Linked DNA regions of Gossypium hirsutum: region 1 is linked to region 2. Evidence: chromatin contacts called from public Hi-C data. All regions are on one chromosome and are shown on one strand. The core of a region is the stretch at or near the end of the contact, and the rest is flanking DNA. Distances in the headings are between cores, read along the strand shown.

Region 1 (2,700 bases), core at 31-2,530, 100 kb after region 2:
CCTTTTGATAAAAAAAATGTATCAAGTTTAATCTAAATCGAATTCCATCCATTCCAATAATGGAGTTTGAAAGTAAAATCATGATTTTACTGAAAACTGAAAGTGACTGTATGGGTTGATTTGATTTTTGTTTTCTATTGACTTGGTTAAAAATCGTAACTTGTTGCCTTTTTTCTTTTATTCTTTTTTTTTTATTTGCTACAGGTAAGAATTTTGATTGGTTTGAAAGAAGGGTATGAAACTGGGGCATCCATCCAACTTTCACCTATATAAATATTAGATAATTTTAGATACCATTCTCTAATCATTTTTAGGTTATGCATATATTTGTATTATTATCTTAATAAGGAGTTTATATTGAATTTGTTTAGGCCGGAATGGATACATAATCTTAAAAACCATTCGCTAAATTCCAAATTCCACGTTTTACTCTCTCTTTTTTTCTCTCTTTTTTAGTGAAGTCAGAGTCAGAAGAAAAATTATTCTTAAAGATAACCTTTTCTTTCCGGGTCACGACAAAAAACAAAAGTTTACTTTGGCTTAGCGTCGGTGGATGCTGCCGGCGTTGTTGTGACTACTCTCAATCACCAATCAGTAAATTAATTTAACTTATTTATGGTAGTATACTAAAGATTAAAGTGAACTTATGGTGAAAAAAGTCTACATTTTGATTGCTATTATGATTAGAAATATTGGAAGATCCAGGGTTTGATGATATATATATAATATCAAAAAACATATAAACCAAAGGAAAAGAAAAGAAGTACCTAAGAAGTCGATGACAAGGCGGCCATCGCAGTAACGGCCAGCAGGGTGACCAAAGTAAGACATTCCATTAGGAGGAGGAGCTTGACCAAATGCAGCTGACAACCCTCCAGTGTCGGAGTTTGAGTCACCGAAGTTGAATATTGCCGGAAACTGGCACGGGCCTTTAGCAAGCACCAAGGATGAAGTAAGGTTCACTAAGAAGACACCAAATATAGCCACAACTATAATGGAAGATCCATCAAAAGCCATAAGTAGGAGTAGAAACTAAAGGCTTCAAAAGCAAGAGAGTCAGGGTTTTGCGACTCAGTGATGAAGACAATTGCCTGCCTATAAATTGTTTTTTTTTTTTTTTTAATTCTTCCAAAGCTTTCTTTAACTATGAAAATGTCTTTTAACACCTTTCGGGAATACAAAAATGGGTTAAAATTTAAAATTAAGCATATGCACTTTTCAGTAATTTCACTATTTCTTAAAAAGTAAAAAGGATAGAGTACAAAATTGGTAGGACTTACCAAATTTCTAAACAAATTGTTGGCTGAACTTATTAGCCTCTGGCTGGCAGAGTTAGATGGTCCTCAATACTCCACAATCCGCATGATCATCTTTCATCTTTGGGTAAATTATATTGGCGATCACCAAATTATTAGTATATTTTTATTTTAGTAGTTTAATTATAAAACCTTTCAATTTCATCATTATGTTAGAATTGTAAATAATATCTAATAAAAAAATTAGAATTGTAAACCAGGATCTATCATGTCAAATTATCAAGAATAAATCAAGAAAAAAATAGATGCGGAAGCGTACCTGAATTCATCGATTTCTTAAAATCTACGGATATTAGGGTTTTGATATTCCAAATTAGTATACAAGTAATCTAAAGAATGTGGCTCTCTCTTTTCTAAAGATGGGATATTAGAAAAGTTAGCTTATATATAATTTGAGGATCATAACCCTAATATTTATAACTTTGGCATATTAGCCCTAATTCCTAATTAGCCCATCATTAATTAGAATTTGATTAGAACTTAATTACTAGAGTATCTACACATATTTGACCTATACTTTATTTAATAATTAAAGCCCAATAAAACTTTAACCAAATTAGATCACTTTTAATTTTGGCTAGCCTATCATGATAGTAAATAATAACATGTAATTACCCTTATTATATATGTGATGCCATATTTTCCAACAATCTCCCACTTGGACCACACATATATATAATAATTACTTTATAGTTACATGTCATTATATAACCTTATGAGCTCAAAAATTTTACTATCATATCAAAAAGGTATTCCGAACAATCTCGTCCATCAATTATGTTAACATAGAACCAAGACGACTTTCGTTACATATATCGTAACTAAATCCATCCCTAATCACATATATTAACACAATCAAATGACATAGATCAAGTGTGGATGTGTAGCATAAAAATTACATGTAATATGATCTAAACATGTCTATTTCCAACTGGTCTTTCTTAAACCTTAGTGAGATCAAACCTTACCAAAATCAGAATGTGAATAAACCAAATAAACTTTATTTCTGCAAAAACTAAACTTAATATCCATAAACTGAAATAACTGAAAATGTGTTTATAACATAAAAGTATTTAAAAGTACAAACTCCCAGTAAAACCAAATATCCTTAAATGATATTACATCCATATGAGCAGTGTGCTCTTATAAAACCTTAGGTGTAGTCCCTTAGTAAGCAAATCCGCAATCTTGGAGTTTGTCCTAATATGCTTTATAGGCACCTAACCATTCTAAACTTTTACTTTAACAACCAGGAACTTAAAGTATATGTGTTTTGACTTTGATGTGCTCCTGTTTCTATTGGAATAAAAGACTGCAATTTTTTTTTCACAATTTGCACCTGAGTGACAAAATCTTGTATCCATATTTCATCAAAATTGGAGTT
Region 2 (2,700 bases), core at 111-2,610:
ATACCTAGCCAAAATTCATATGCATCATTTTCTTAGGGAAAACTCTGTAAAAGGTTATTGAAAGTATATTTAAGTAAATTTTTTTATACTCAAATAAATTTTATTTTATTGAGTTTGAATTTTAACTTTGTGAGAATTATAATTGTAATATCTAATGATTGTAATTTGTGTCTAGAAGTTAAAATTTCTATTTCAGGATACATAGAGATTTTGACTTCTCCCTCTTTTGAAGTTTCAAATTTTTTCTTGTGTAAAGCTCCTTGAGTTAGTGTCAACTTCCTAAGCATCTAAGAGTTTGAGAATAATAGAAAAGATTATTCAGTTGAAAACTTGAAAATTTTGAATTTTGTTTGAGTTAATCAAAAAATTTAAACACTTTCCTATAACCTTTCGTAATTTGGATATACATCCTGAGCCGTGAAACACATGTACTAATTTTTATCAAATTTATTACTTTAGATATCGCCATAAAAATCATTTTCAATTTCTTTTAAAAAATTCTGCTACGTCAACTCTTATATGTTTTCTAAACACTTTTCTAACAGATAAAAGACAATACATAACAGGAAATATGTAGAAAGTGACACACATCCATTCATTACATCCCAATACACATGCAAAAATTTGTAATGACACAACTTTCGAAACCCATGAACCGACACCATCGTAAGAAGCATATAAAGCGTGTTATATCATCAAAGAGAAGACTTCAAAAAAAGACCCCTCAATTCTCTAGACATCTTTGTCTTTATCATTAAAACCCCTCTAAAAACTTTCCGCATATCTACTATGCGAACTGCCACAAGCCCTCTCCAATCTTCATCTTAACCTATTTCCATAAATAATGTTAGACATAACCTGTTTTTATAGTATTTGTTTAATTTTGATACATACAAAAAAAATCATTATAAATTTCTATTGAAGTTCTTCCTAATATCGTTATTTAATGACTTTCATGGTTGTCCAAATTAGATTTGAGATTTTATTGTTAAGCTTAGAACTTGAAAGAGAAATTATGAGTTGAAGACTTTTCAAATAGGTAGTGGATGAAGAACCAACTAAGTGTGTCTGTCGTCCAATCCACTTGGGCAACATAATTTTGAGTCATAGATGATTTTACATGTCATGTTATCCAATTAACAAAAAGGTAATGAGATGACTTTCGATGTTGCCCTATGTGTGGATCCTTCTTCAGAGTTTCAGTCCTCAAATTTGGGCAAGGTTCGGTAAAGGCCAGATTTCCCAAAATTCTAAAGTTGCTAAAATTTAAAATTTAAAATTTGTCATCTTGTTTATATGAAACCACCTACAAGGGTTACATGTTGGGCTATTAATCTCGGGAGACAAAACTAGAAACCAGAATATTGGGTATCTAAGCGGTAGACCAAGTCAAAAGGTTCATTTGAATAGCCCAAGTCAAAATTAGAATCAATGATTTAATATGTATTTTGATCTAATTGAAAATAATAATAAAAACCATAAAAGATGTATAATAAAAAATTAATTTGATGTCCTTTCATATTTAAAATAAGTTATCTTACTCGATGATACTTATCTTTTTATTTTACAAGCCCAATAAAAATATACATATGATACAATTTGAACCTAAGTTAATTGTATTAGTAAAAACTTAAATTCACCACTTGACCAAAGTTTTATTTTGATTGCTTTTATGCACATTTTATTATGTCCATCAATTGTGTTTTAAATGTGTAATTTTTACACATTCTTATGTGTAAAATTTTCTAATTTGAAATAGAATAAATATAATTATTTTAATAAAAATAAATAAAGAGTCTACTCCCCTAGCACGTTTAGGTCTGCCGCCGCTGGCACGTTTTTGTTTTTCTTTAATCGTTTGTGTTATGTTTTACCAATTGCCTTCTTTGCTTCTGATCTTTTTTCCTGAAATCTGAAAAAGGGGTGTTTGTGTTATTATGTTTATCAACCTGTAGCCATGGAGAATGAATTAGCACAATTATCGATTAATGAGGAAGAAGAAGAAATATTGCAGATTCAGGCAGATCCGGGTAATCAAAGTGGAGTGGGGGAGTTCCAGCTTGTGGGATGTTTCTTAACAGCAAGTGTTATTCATTTTCCACCATGAAAAGCACTATGGCAAATCTGTGGCACCCTGTTTATGGGGTCCAAATTAGAGATCTGGTGAAAAAAGGTATTTGTTCCAATTATGATCATAATATGGATATGGAAAGGGTTCTAAAAGGTCTACCATGGACTTTTAATAACCACTTGCCATCATTGAATAAGTTGGGGAGAGGCGAAGATCCATTAAAAGTGCCGCTAATATTTACTCCTTTCTGGGTTCTAATCCATGATGTCCCAATTGGATTATTCTCTAAAAAGCTAGCAATCCAACTGGGTAATTTTTTAGGTGTTTTCCTAGAATATGATACTTCAAATCTAGGAAAGGAAAATCGTAATTATATGAGGGTAAGAGTACAGATTGATGTTAGGAAGCCTCTGAAAAGGAAGAAGCAAGATTTGTGCAATGTGGTTAGGTCATATGTCAAGTTTAAGTATGAACGGTTATCGCTTTTTTGTTTCTACTGCGGAAGATTGGGGCATAATGATTCATTCTATGAGATAAAAATGATGACAAGGGCAGATACAGAAGAATTGGGCTGGGATTTATCATTGTGAGTGCAATCTCGAAGAGCCCTTTCAATGAATAGTATATGG

What was found. Hi-C and Micro-C count contacts between places; a contact is called where the count stands out from the background.
Region 1: a Hi-C map of leaf shows a contact between it and region 2, with 4 times the contacts expected there. The contact joins the promoter of LOC107921071 here to the enhancer-like site in region 2. A contact is called at or near these places in 8 of 34 Hi-C or Micro-C datasets (hypocotyl and leaf).

The regions. Positions count from the first base shown.
Region 1 is chrD01:52,141,678-52,144,377 of Gossypium_hirsutum_v2.1, forward strand. LOC107921071 (alpha-L-fucosidase 3) reads right to left here and starts at 1,281. Exons shown (of 5, transcript XM_016850923.2): 1 at 768-1,281. The coding sequence starts at 1,017.
Region 2 is chrD01:52,041,886-52,044,585 of Gossypium_hirsutum_v2.1, forward strand. No RefSeq gene overlaps it. Among protein-coding and RNA genes, the nearest start is that of LOC107922586, 12 kb to the left of the region's middle. Within about 2 kb of position 1,361, at least 9 of the 9 cell types and tissues checked have an H3K27ac peak or open chromatin away from gene starts, as enhancers often do. A contact at or near this core is called in hypocotyl and leaf, where this site is marked.